2 separate regions of the Xenopus laevis genome follow, and region 1 is linked to region 2. The links are chromatin contacts, called in public Hi-C maps. All regions are on one chromosome and are shown on one strand. The core of a region is the stretch at or near the end of the contact, and the rest is flanking DNA. Distances in the headings are between cores, read along the strand shown. Region 1 holds the start of jmjd7.L (a long non-coding RNA gene). Region 2 holds the start of sptbn5.L (spectrin beta chain, non-erythrocytic 5).

Region 1 (7,630 bases), core at 1,947-4,446, 210 kb before region 2:
TTTGGGGGGGGAACCTGGGTCCAATACAAATGATTTTCTTTCTTTAGCCTCAGAATGTGCAGTCAACTGTTTCTCTTGCATTACCGAATTGCAGCCCATAGATGGCGCTGAAACACTTCAATTTCTGCCTCAAATGAAGGATATTTTGACGCTGACAGCGTGGCTCGTTGTTTTAGTCAGTGCCAGGCATCAGTTGATTGGCCAATTTTCCGGCAGTGGTCGTCCTGTTCTAAGGATAGCGTGGTTAATATAGGCTTGATGCAGAGAGGGAATGGCAGAAACGGGGCACAATTTATGGAGTTGTCTACAGAGTTTCTCTGAAGGAGTTAGGGGTAACCGCATGCCCTTGTTAGCTTGTCCCCATACACGAGCACATGCACCTTTTTCTTAGGCTGGACAGAGCTCCGTGTGTATTACTTGAATTTGTTTCTTAGGCTTCTTAAGTACGTGCAACTTAAATATTTATATATGTGTATATTCTTTATTATAGTGCTACTTTCTTTACTCCTTGTGTCAATGTATTTGTAAATAGTGCAACCCCTTTGACACCTCTTTGTCAGTGTTATACTCCACGTGTGATGTTTACCAGATGGCACGGGACAAACCTGAGCCACTCCCACCTAGTGGGATCTGGGAATGCACCTACGGGTGGCCTCACTAGGAACAAAATAATAATGCCCTCACATAATTGGTTAAACTGAATAACTGTTTATCTAAAATAAATGGCCAACTAGTACATGCAGCACTCCTAACCGGTGGCAATAGGGCCTCACTAACTAACTTGCTAGCGCAATCTGTCTACCTAACTAAAAAAAGGCAATGTCCTTTCAATAAACAGTGTCTGTATCTTCAAGCGATTTTTTTGGGTACTGTCCCTTTAAACTGGATACTCACTCCAAATCCTCTTTGGATGCTTTACAGTTTCTCTTCAAGCGAGTAGAGCACATTCAGACATACAGTGCGGCAACCGGCCCCTTTGGATGCTCAGATTGGAATCTCCTGCCGGTTGCTTCTCCAGTCTGAATTCCTTCGCCTTTACTAAGTTGCGGAGTTTTGTCCCAGGCGACAGATGCTGGCGAATTTTCACTAGCGTTACTTCGCCAGTGCGAGCAAATCAAAGCGAAGAAGCGCTAGCGGTCAATTCTGCCTAGCACAACCTGAGGTCTTCGCTCAGGCTAATTTGCAAATGGCGGGAAATTTCAATATGAATGGAGGTCTAAGTTGTTTTAATGCCCTACACATGAGCCCACTATAATATAATATTCCATATGTTATAAAATGTATGGGGGAAACCAGGTAGCGAAAAAAAAATGTATGCCTTTTGCAGCCTATCATCCTGAAAAATGAATTGTCACCATCATCTTTTGGACTTTCCACTCAAAATTATGATGTAAGTAACAGAAGATTGAGAAAGTTCTATGCACTCCAATGCACTTCACCTGGTCTGAGCTGGCAAAGGCAAGTCTGGCGAAAGAGGTAACGCTCAGTAAGATCTGAATTTGTGGAGTAACGTCCATTAGAAGTTACACAAGAATGAAAAGAAGTTACACAAGAATGAAAAGTCGCCTGGCGTTCGAGTGCGAATCAGCACTAGCGTCTATCTCCTTCGCTAGCGAACAGACGCCTGCACCTGTTAGTAAATCGGTGAAGTGCCTAAAAGTGTTAACGCTGGATAATTGTCACCAGCGTTTGTCACTTTGCCCTTTAGTAAATTTACCCCTCTGTCACTCCAGGCACAGTATCTGGCTTCCCTGTGCCAACCTGATCCAAATGTCTGCTTTTGGTGGAGCCTCTCAGCTCTCTGGGCCCACGGTAGCTCTCTGGTCTCTTTCTCGGTCCACCATGTTGTTCTCTATGCCAGGCTGTTCTCTTTTGCCAGTATCTGTGACTTCCTCTTCCTGCCAGTCACTCACTAGCTGGCAGCTTAATGACACTTTCCAAATTTTTTTCGCCTGACTTTTTCCATTAGATGTCAAAAGCTTGGAAAAGGCTATGCTAATTCTATTTTTTAATCTTTATAGTTTTTGAATTGTTTGTCTTCTTCTTCTGACTCTTTGGAGTCACTGACCCCATCTAAAAAACAAATGCTCTGTAAGGTGTAAGGGTTTAGGTAGCTGGGATCAGTTTTCTGGGGCAACACAGCCCATAGCACAACCAAAACTCATGAAAGTGTAGTCTCTTTTTGGCAGTTTATTGTCACTTGCAGCAGAAATAAACAAAACAAACAATTCAAAGTAAAATTCTTGCCACTTAATGGGCTTCTAACTAATACAGTTATGTTTTCCTAACTAACCAGGAGGAGGCCAACCGCCTGTCTCCCCAAAAGAGAGTACATTGAGGAATATACAAAATCCCAAACCTTGTATTGATTTCAATCCCCCTCAGTCAGCTCACACAGGCAGCTTTTCTGTCTTTTTTTCAGACAGGCGCTCCACACTCTGGTTTGAGCTGCCTTTTTAATTATCCACCTGAGATGCCTCAGAACAACAAAATACCCAGGCTGGATTAGCAGTCCTGAATCACTCTGTTAGGAACCTGGGGCTTAAATAAGCTCTGTCCTGGACTTTTTCAGGTATCCTAGTGGTGACCTTACCACAAAGGCTACACATTTATTGTTATTGCTACTTTTTACTACTCATCTTTCTATCTTTCTAACAGGCATCTCCTATTCATTTTCCAGTCTCTTATTCAAACCAATGCATGGTTGCTAGGTTAATTTGGACCGGGGCAATCAGATAGTTGAAACCCTCTCCATTGCAGTTTTATCAAGAATGGATATCCCCAGACCTTGTATCATTCGCAATGCCATTACTCACTGGCCAGCCCTTCAGAAATGGACCTTTGGTTATCTCTGGTATGATAATGGCAGCTGACTCTTACCATCCAGGTTTAGACCGGGTTTGCTTTGACCCTTTTGCTTTTTAATTAAAGAATAATCTCTGAAACAGAATCCTGGAAGTCACCAGGTGTCCTTTCTATGAGACATCTTTAGTTGATGAGAAACAGGTGGGTTCCATTAAGTTGCAGCTTAGTTTAAGGAATACAAAACTAAATGTTTGTTGTTTTTTTTTTTAATGTTGCTTTCAAACTTTATTTACAATGCAGTATGCCTTCAACATTCTAAAATTGCATTGTGCAAAACTACATATTCATTTGTGAATATTCTCCTTTATGTAGTGCTTGTGTAGACTCCTAGAAAGTTAGTGTGACCGTCGCCCCAAATGGTTATGCAGATGCACAAGAACAGGTTTGTCATGCCTGAAGAGTGAAGCATGCTTTTATCAGACTTCCTGGACATTGTGGAGAAGAAATCAGTGAAGCACTGGGTAATGTAGTTCATTCAAAACTTTTGATATGCTGTATTGTACACTACCCGAATACCCAATGGTCTCATAATATTATATAATATATGCCCGGTTTTAAGGGTTTGTTGTTCAATGCAGCTGTCTGAACTGCTGTTACATGGAACTACTCTAAATCTCGGCATTTCAGTCTGATATCCCTAAATTCACCCGTGTTCTTTAGTAGGTTTGCTTGTCTTGCTCTGTTGTTCCTACTATTCATTTCAATCACCTTTGTCTTTGATGATCCAACCAGGATCATTTTCGCATTAGGTCTTCCATTAAAAAATATATGCTGCAGTCCATCTTCTTATCAGCATGTGTATTAAAGTAACCAAATAGATGTAAAGTAACAAAATAGATTATAATATGTTAAAAAATATAAATGGGGCCACAAATAATGCTATAGCAAGCAACTGCAATTGAGTATCACAAGTGATGTCCTGATAGGCCAATTGGGATTGCTGTTATCTGGTCAATCTGGTTTATCCAGCAAGATTCATGGAGTGAGAACTGCTTTTTGCATCTATACAGTTCCATTATTCACAACCTGTTTGACTTAACCACTTTATAATTACAGTGGAATAATACCTAGTGTGGCTCATGCCTTAAAGAATGTGTTGGAATTTTTCATTTGGTATACTAAGATTTACAAAGTTAAACACCAAGAGTGTTCCCAGTAAATGTGTGTAATGTCTCTAATATTGTAATTCACCGGGTCATTTTCTTATTCTTTAATCCAAGGAAAGAGTCCAGATGCTGTTAATTTCTGGCCAGGTGAATCAGCGGCCATAACATCCTGTAAGTCCTATTGATTCACTTGTTTTGATTTGGATTGATTGTAATTACAGAAAACTATTGGGTACATGTCTTTCCTCTGAGTAATTATTTTGTAAAAGATGTAAATATGCGTTTTCATACCATAGAAAAAATAGGTTATTCTATGTCTTATTCTGTGTCTTATGATCACTGTGAGTGAGGCTAATGTTACAAGGGCAGTTTTGTCACTTAATGGGACTGTAGTACCTAAACTTCCAGCTTCAAAAACAGATTGGGTTACGAATATTTTAAGTTTTGATATTTTTCTAATCTGTCTAGGTATTTGTTTGTTTTACAGAATCCTTGTCTTTGTTAGGGGATGTATAATGTAGTTTGAATTTCCACCTGATGAATGTAGACAAATTTGTTCCTGTTTTATTGTGTTGATGTTTGTTTAGTTAATTAAGCTGGGAATATATACTGAGTAGAATAATTTTTGGTGTAGAAACTCTCAGTGAGTTATCATGAAGGAAACTATAATTATCATTTTAACATGTGATCTGTTTCATAACTTTGTGTAATAAAAATCACTCACCCTGGTGGTCCAGTCGTGCGGTGGGGACGCCCACCATGCCGCTCTTCTTCGGCCGCCACATTGGATACTCAGGGCCCGCACACCCGCGTCTTGTTCCTTATTTTGACGCGGACATGCTGGCTTGATGACGCCGGCGCGCAATGGCGTGAAAATCAAACGCTATATAAGGCACAATTGGGCTGGTGATCATTGCCCGTTTCTTTTGTTCTTGGAGCTTCTGAGCATTGTGCTAATCTGTATATCTGATTCCTGTTGTGACCCTTGCCTGGCTTATTGACGATTCTGACCTCTGTATCCTGACCCTTGCCTGATATCCGACTATGCTTATTCTGAAACCCTTCTGATTGACTTCCTGGTTTGACCCTTGCCTGCCTGACTACGATTATTCTCTGCCTGGCCCGACCCGACCCGGCCTGATCTGACTACTCTATTGCCTAACGCCTTGTACCACAACCTTCTGCCCAAAGACTTTGCCTACTGTTGTGCCCCTCTGCCTGTCTAGAACCCCTTGCCTTGCACCTCTCATAAGAACTGGCGGCATCTGAGTAGCTGAGGGCTCCTCCCAAGCCCAAAGGCGGCTGCTACAGGCAGAAGCATGAGCCGAGACCAGGGTGCTTGGCATCAGTTCTAGAATTAGGGTGTCAACTGTTACACTTGGTCAGTTTCTGTAAAAACAATGGGACTTCTTGCCACTATGAGCCCTAGGCATATTTTCATGGGCCCTTCCTCTAAACTCTAAAAGAAATTACATCACTGAGCTCCGATTATGAGGATATAATTTACAGGTTATCCATGGCTCTTGTGCAATATATTTGTAAAAAGATAGGTGCACATCTGGATTTTTAAAAAAAGTTAAAAATACATAAGGTCTTGATAAATATCTTAGATGGAGAATGAAACGTTAGCCTGTTTTTAATGAGAATTAATTGTTTTTAATTAGAATTAAAATCCTATTGTGCACTTATCTTTTACTAAATAGTACAGAGTATTATGGTAACACCTGGGTTTTCCCTAGTGAATGGTGTGCGGAAGGTCTAAGGACTGTGCATGTGTGTATAAATAAAAAATGTTTTTTAGCTCAAGGAAACATTAAAATTATTTTATTTATTTGTTCTCTGCCAACCCCCATTGAAAGCAATATTTGCTGTGAAAGGATTATGAATTTTTTTTGCTTCAGCCACAGTGAAGTCACCTGGGAAAATACTGCTGCTTCAGAGTAGACCTTCAAATGGACATAAGATCATGTAGTTTTGCTTAAGGGACCTTCCACCCCCTTAAAGTGATACTGACACTAAAAAACTACTTTTTAAAATATGAATGTATATTAAATGTTACCTATAGGTCATGCGGATAGTTTTTTTGCTGAGAGGTTTGTTTTTTGAAGTAATTGTTAGTTGAAGTTCCTAAACCTGACGGTTTTGCCAACCTGACTGTCCCATCTCAGCATGTCAGTTAGTTTCTAATGCTAATGGATTTCTGCTGCACAAAAATGGCAGCCCCCTCATAGGCGATCACAGGGAGTCAGGTAGGTAATGTAAAAGCATTGGGCAAATACTTAATTACAAAATTATAAGAAGCATGCACAGTAAATTTTATGGTAGATGTAAAAAAAAAAAGGTTCAACTTCTGGTGTTGGTATAATTTAAATTCACCCACCCCTTGTTCCCAGTTGAATTGATGGATTCTGGAACCTGAATTACCATTGCTTTCCTTGGTGGGAACTGTACAGATTCTCTGGAATCACAAAGTTATAGTTAGACTTGTCAGTGGGAAAGAGACAATGTAAATAGTGAACAATATTGGAATCTATTTGTGCATGTAAAATACCATAAGGAAAAATTAAATCCTGCAAGTGCAGATAGATGGCATAGGAATAAAAACTAGGGATGCACTGAATCCACTATTTTGGATTCAGCCGAACCCCCATATCCTTCTCGAAAGATTCAGGCAAATAACGAACCGAATACTAATTTGCATATGTGAATTAGGGGTGGGAAGGGGAAAACCTTTTTTATTCCCTTGTTTTGTGACAAAAAGTCACACGATTTCCCTCTCTGTACCTAATTTGCATATGCAAATTAGGATTCAGTTCAACCGGGTAGAAGGATTCCGCGAATCTGAATCCTGCTGAAAAAGGCAGAATCCTGAACCGAATCATGGATTCGGTGCATCCCTAATAAAAACACATGAATGTTACGTAAAGGCACATTTTATATGGTCATCCTTTGTGCCCAACTGATTTATGTCCTCACTGGGCTTGCCATATTAAAATTTAAGATTATGACAGCGCTAGTGACTTACAGGTTCTTTTACATAAATTCTGACACTGCATTTTTGCAAAAAGAGTACAGTGCCAGGAAGACACCCTCTTCTTTAATGTGGTATTTCTGTTTTCCTTTTTATTGTGAAATAAACCTACCTGTCCACTTCTTTCAATGTAGAACTTTTTGTCATATTCTCTTAAGGTTCCCTGGATTCCTCTTAATCCATTAGAGCAAGACTTGATTCGCTACCCTGCTTATAAACAGACAAAACCTCTGCACTGCACAGTGAGAGCGGGAGAAATGCTGTATCTGCCATATTTGTGGATATTAAATGTATGTAAATATAGCAAAGCATTTTGGAAACTTTGATGAAAAACAAGCTGGCAGGTAATTGCAAAATATGTGATGTAACGTTTCAGGGGCGTACCCGAAACGTTACATGACTTGACTAATAAAATTGCAGGGGATTTCCCTGCTACACCTACATAAGTGTTTGGCTGATCCTTATTGTACTAATTGGGAGAGGTGCCGACCCCTCCAACCAAGTACAAGGCGAGACTGAATTGGAGAGGCTGGGGGAACAGGAAGCTTCATTGACACGAAAATATCAAGACACCCATTGATTAATAGATTAAAGCTTTTCATGTAACTATTCTACCGATACATTTAAA
Region 2 (6,836 bases), core at 2,333-4,832:
GGATGCAAAGTTTGAGATAGCAGGCCTCAAATTAGGATTTTACCACATTGTAAAGTAGAGGGTGCTTGTCCAAGAATTAGACACTACAGACAGTTTTTCTGTAGGGAGCAGCACTTAAACAGTGGCAATGTATGTCAACCAACTGGTGTGCAAATGAAGAATGCATAGTTTATTAGTAACATTCACAGCTGTTTCACTTGTTATATATGTATTTAGCAGATTCAGCAAAGAAACTAGGCCAATATCAATTAGAATAATAACTATGGGGATCGCACACCTGACCAAGTCACATATGGTATTGACAAAGTGGAGAGTACTGGCACTCAATAGCAATTGCAAAGGGGTTACCTCCTACGTGTTTATTCAGTCAAACAAATGCACAAAAAAGCCCCCGAAATGTTGTGCATTTGTTTGACTGAATAAACACGTAGGGGGTAACCCCTTTGCAATTGCTATTGAGTGCCAGTTCTCTCCACTTTGTCAATACTGATTTGTGGGGATCGCCGTATCCCCCAAGGACTGGGCACCTAGCAGGAACAACGAAGGAGGGCCGGTGAGTGCAAGCGAAAATTGTGTTGGACAAGTCACATATGGTTTCTACTACAATACAGTGCTGGTGGTGTGTCAACCACTTATAATAGAATGTTAATAAAAAAGGTTAAAGGGGAAATGTATTTTAGAAAGTATCTTACATGAATAAGCTAAAGATTATATTAAATTTTCATTTTTGCAATAGCGCAAGCTAAACGCAGCGTTTCAGGGGTCAAACCCCCTTGTAAAGTAGGTCAGCTTGAAATGGCCAAATGAAGGAAAGGGATATCCCCTTCACAGTTTGATAAATCCATGTGCAGTAAGACTTTCTATAATTCCATATAAATATTTACCAAACTCTAACCCCTGTAGGGGATTTGCACAGAGAGAAGGGCTGTCATGCACAAAGAAATAGGCAGCTCAATGCTCCCCAGAGTCTTGCATCCCCCAGCTTGTGAATTCTGAATGATAAGGACCAGGAACTTACTTACACCATTTTTTCCACTTTGTGGGAACCATTATCTATATCTGAATATGAAGATATGGAGTATCGAAATTTCAACATATAAAAAATTAAATCCATTTTAAGACTTAACTTATGTAAATGCAACAGGGATTTACTGCAAACTACAGTCAAAGAGCATGCTGTATCATGCAAACATTCTAACGAATCAAGCAGGTGCAATTAAAAAAAAAAACTAAACAGGGCCTTGTTCTGATAATCTATATGATACACAAAAATACAGACAAAATCAAATTATGTCTTCTAGGGGACCATAAAAATAAATAATATGTGGGAATAGTAAAATAAATTGATGTACAACTGGGGTCTGACTTTAGAATTGGTGTAAACCATAAAAAAACAAGTTAAAATATGACAAAAATTCAAATATTTCACAATGAAAAAGTGAAAAAGTAACATTCACAGAGGACATACAGATGTTTTGAAGGAATACTGGCAAAATTATAGTGAAAAATGCAGGAAAACCAAAGTTAGAATCCAGAAAATGCACTCATTGAAATGCACTAGGAGGGGACTGATAAAAAAACAGCATAAAATGCAAGAGCATAAAAGTAGGGTTTGACTAAACACATTGGGGCTAATTTACTACGGGCAATAAAACAAATATGGGTGTAGCACAAAACTGTGGTGCAAAATCACTTGGGACCTTAATCCAAAAGTGACTACTGTGCTTTGCATCTTAATCTGGATGGAAAATCCAACACATTGTGATTATGATTAAATGTCTCTTGGTGACACGAAAAGCATAAGGCATTCTTTTTTATACATAACGAAAAATAAATCCAAACAATTTTAAATTTAATCATGGCTCCTGCTTTTTAACTACTTGGTCTGGTTTGGTGCCAGCCTGCAATGATGTATTTTAGTGCAAACTCCCTCTGCTGAAGATCTGGGGTATGTGCACCCAGACCCACTTATATCCAAAAACTGATTATTTGCTTCTTCTGGTGTGGGTAGAAAGATGTGTGGTTCTGTAGGTGGAGAGGTAAGTTAAGGCACATGTATGATTATGTGGTGTGGTTAATAATCTAGGTGGAGAAGGGTAGTAAAATGGAGCAGTTGGATTATAGCCATTATAAAAATCACGGAGGAAGGTGTGCACTTGATTCATACACTGCTAATGCCTGGATTGCGGTGCCCTTTAGTTACCAGTGTGTCTAGAAATAAGGAATTGGCATTCCATGAAAAAGATAATGTTAATCTCTGGGCAAAGTTTATTACCCTGCATAAATAAATCTTATTACCAACATGTTTATTGCAGCAAGGCTGCAATAAAGGGTCCAGATTCCAGAGAGCAGCAGCCATAATTCTATAAAAGATGATATCATAAATTGTACTTATATGGTGAAAATGTGCGTTTTAAAATAGACATTTTGTATGTCTCTCTTTCCAGCACTTTTCCATTTATGAAAATATTCTCTCTCATGTTTGTTCGAGCACAAGTAGTTTATTATCAAATCACTTTACATGTCAGAAGGGCATGGCAGATGTGGGCGTTAGATCACCACAATTTGGCTGTAGGAAAAGTTCAGTGATTCGGCAGAGAAACCCTTTGTCATTCTTATGGCTTCTGGCTCATGAGTTATTGGGTAAGATTTACTATTGTGTGCAAAAAAACTACATATTTCACCTCTTTTTTCTCTTCACAATGTTTTGTTTTTTTCCACTAACAGTGTAATTCTGTCCACACCAATATTGTTCCAAAGGTTTTTACAAAACAATTTAGGAGCATAATTCTGTGCTGGTTAAAAAACTGTGCACAAATGTGACCATGACAAAATGGTTGCCATGTGGGCAGGTCATGGTCATGCTTTAGAGCACATTTCACATAATTTGTGTCCTTTTTCGCATGGTCAGTGGCAAATGTAAAATACAGGGATCACTTAAGCCTCTGTGAAAAGCACCAGATTCACATTAAAATACAATTTGCCTACATTGGCATGTTTGTAGAAAGTCCTTAATGATTTGCATTAAATAAGGCCTCTCCTCTCTCGAGAAAATATTGGAGGGCAACTTTCAGCACTATACATAAAAAGGGCAGTTGTTTAGGCCTTACCACAAGGGTTTATTTTAGGGGAACATGCTTAGAAAAAACATATTTGTGCAACAACTGTAAGGATGTAGATTACAGATTACAATCTGCAGAGGCCACAATTATCTCTTGGTAATTACCCCACATTGATGTCCCTTTCCTCTGTCTCTGCGCATTAACAGAAACTTGGGAAGCAGTCAGCAGTGTGTGCCAGTATCAAAGAGTACCGCCAGAGCTCATTTTCCAGAATGCAAGAAGCAGAGTATAAATCCCAGCTTTTTATTACAACTATACACTATGACCAAGCTGATGAATCATATAAACACAGGTGAGCATTCTGCATGGCACAGGTGCCCGGCTCGGCTCCACTTACATTCTCTCTGTAGATATTGTTCATCCAGTTGGTGAAGGTCTTCTTTTGCATAACCATGCGCTGCTCCTGCAGTTTTTTTATATGCCCCTTCTCGTAATCCTGCAGTTCTTCATCCATTTTGACCTTTGGAATAATACAGAATAATGATGATACAATCCTTCAAATTGTACTGTTGGTAAGCTGCTGACACATGCATGACACAATATTTTATTTTCCAAACATTACCTCTGTCCTATATCAAATTAGTTCCTTATCGCTCCTATTTTTGTTAACTGCGCACGGCCTGCCATTATCTATTATTTTCTTCATTGGAATTTGCATGTTATATCCTTTACTCCTATATCCTGTACACCAGGGATCCCCAAACTTTCAAATAACAAGAGTTGTGGAGCAACACCAGCATGCAAAAAAGTTCCTGGGGATGCCGAATAAGGACTATAATTTGTTATTTGATAGCCCTATATTGATTGGCAGCCTATAGGAGGCTCTGTTTGGCAGTAAATCTGTTTTTTATGCAACCAAAATTTTACTTCAAACCTGGAATTCAAAAATAAGCACCTGCTTTGAGGCCACTGGGAACAACATCCAAGGATTTGGTAAACAACATGTTGCTCTCGAGCAAGTGGTTGGGGAACACTGCAGTAAAGCATTTGTGCACAATAATGCGACTACAAGAAAGGTTACATCCTCATATAGTGCATAGTTTGGGGAGATGGCAGACAGAAATATTTTTATTGCCCCATGTGTTTTGTTGCTTGTTGGGTGGGGGACAAATCACTCAAATTTGAATGGGATTCCCCTAAAAGTGTCCAGTGCAAGTAATTATGTCAAAATGTGCCAGTTGTATAAGACAAGATTTCCATTTTGCACATCAAAAAGAGAAGAAACTTAGCTGCACAGTTTTGTGTATCTATATTAAATTCATACGAATCCCACCAACTTTAAATATGATTTGAAAGATATATTAAATAAATCTTTGGGTTACAAAAAGCAGCTTGATGCCTTGGCCCACATGAGGACCTTGTATATTGTACAGCCACATTGTTCTTCCTTTGGTTAATGCCTGATGTATGTCAGTTAAAGATCATTATAATTTCAGATCCCAGTGTCAGGAACCTGTCTATTTATAACCGCTGTCATACTAGACTTTTGGACTCATTAACTACTAAGCTTTCAGCTTGCAGTTCTTATGATAAGAATGATACACTTGCTTGTTTATTTGCCAATGTACAGATTTTTTCTAAGGTACTCAAGAAGACACCACCCTATAACTGTCACTGACATTTTGTGCTAGAAAGGGGCAAAACAAATACTAAGCTCTGGGAGCTGAAAATGAACAACATCAATGGGGTCCACAGCAGTCACACACACAGGGGCTGAAAGAAATGGATATAGAGAACAAATTGAATTGCTGGTAATTGGGGGCATGGGTATTTAGGAGACAATGAAAGGAGCCTGGTCTAAATTCTGGAACATGACCCATTGTCATATTCTTGAGTTATTTGTGAAATAGCTTGCAATTCATTTCTCTTGTAATAAATGCAGCACTTTTTTCAGGCTACTAGTCTAATGTGCTGCTCTCCTGTCAATAGAATGCTAAAAACTAGAGATTTTCTGATACATAAAAATGTATCTGCTGTACATTGTATAGTCTTCCCATTTAGAAACTCACCAACTCCCCCAATTATTTTACCTTTTTAACAGGCATAATGTCCCACTTAAAAGATGTTCCCCACTATACGGCCACTATATGCATGGGAACAAGATTATGGTGACCAGATCTGACAATGCAGCAAATATATATAACCCTAAATAGCACCTATTATATATGTTCTTCCAAAACTCTGTCATACGGAGTTACAATATAGATTCAAACCAGGGTATTTTGCTTGAGATCTAATAGGTTTGTAAACATTCTTGGTCAACCATGGCTTACAGAAATGTACATTAGATGGCCATACTCACAATATTAAGCGTTAATGTTGCCCAACAGCAGTAGCAATAAACATTTCCATAGATCTCCTAAAACAAAGGGCCCAGCTGATAAAAGATCATCCTCCAAAGATATCCCTGTCTGTTCTGTGTATACCTGGCCACCGGTTTTATGTCCCTAAGATCTGACCTGTAAGAATTACTTAATAAGCCAACCCCTATATGTAATAAAAGGCTTGCCCAGGAGCAGTAACCAATATTTGCTTGTAAACGCGTGACCAGTAAATGCTACCTGCTGATTGGTTGCTTTGGGTTACTGTTCCAGGTCAACTTAGTACTTGTTGTGAAATAGCCCCACCAAACAGCACTACGTCTGCTCCTCTGTTGTATAATTACATTGTCATATCAGCAAACCATCACATAATCTGCATATGTTAGATAAAAGCAAGATGGCTGATATTGCACTAATAGCCAGCATTCCCACTACACAATCCATTCTCTACAGAATTATGTTTGGGTCACCTACATTTGAGACCAAGGGGCTAAAATAAAGAGTTTTATAGAGATTCAGATGAATCCTGAACCAAATGGTGGATATTATAAAGTAATGGCAGCGTTGGATTTCAGACAAGGTGTGACCTTTGACAGGTAGGAGGATGCACCTGCACAGCAGATATAACTTTCCAAAAGCCAACAAGAGCTGTTTCTATTCACCACATTTTTGATAAATGTCATGACCTGATGCTGTGGGCTTTTGAAAGAGTTGTGCTGCCCCAGCTGACAATGTTTGGTAGAACACATTCAACATAGCCTGTGCTAGATGACATTTGACAAGCTCCTACTGTATATACAGGAGAGCAATTTGTTTATTTAGTGTTGTTTGAGGGGTACAATCCCATTAAATTCAGCACACACTAAAAACTAAATAACATCTCCACTGGGTGTGAAAACTGCCTTAATTATTCCCCTGCGTGCAAATGAGTTGCATTTTTCATGCCACATTAATAGCTGAAAGAAATGTTCTGTTATCAGGAAAGACCTTTTACACTACCATATAAAAATTCTTTCATGCAAAAGATTGAATGGTTTCCAATGTAGCAATAGGAATGTTTTGTTAATCACGGTCTCCTGGGACATCAGCTGTTAATGTGCCAGGGATGTAAAGTTGGGAAAGTCAGCTGAAGAATGCCATATAGTGTTACAGGCTAGTGTTACAGGCTAGATGATTTCCTATTTCTGGGGATTAGGTTGAAAATCTCAATAGCAAATTGCAATAATAAGATCTACTGATGGCTTGAAAGAAGATAACAGAGCAGCAAAGCCAAAGAGCAGTGGGAAGCAACAACTGTTAGAGCTATCCTGTGTCACATATTGTACATGTTATAAAATATATTGTATGGGTATGCCCTGTAATTACAATATTCTACATACAGCTGTAACAATAC

The links. Hi-C and Micro-C count contacts between places; a contact is called where the count stands out from the background.
Region 1: a contact with region 2 is called in a Hi-C map of the XL177 cell line, with 4 times the contacts expected there. The contact joins the promoter of jmjd7.L here to the promoter of sptbn5.L in region 2. A contact is called at or near these places in 2 of 4 Hi-C or Micro-C datasets (the XL177 cell line and the XTC cell line).

The regions. Positions count from the first base shown.
Region 1 is chr8L:96,777,729-96,785,358 of Xenopus_laevis_v10.1, reverse strand. It overlaps jmjd7.L (a long non-coding RNA gene), which reads left to right and starts at 3,196. Exons shown (of 3, transcript XR_005963473.1): 1 at 3,196-4,142; 2 at 7,161-7,292.
Region 2 is chr8L:96,566,245-96,573,080 of Xenopus_laevis_v10.1, reverse strand. sptbn5.L (spectrin beta chain, non-erythrocytic 5) reads right to left here and starts at 3,582. Exons shown (of 68, transcript XM_041573253.1): 1 at 3,460-3,582. The coding sequence starts at 3,576.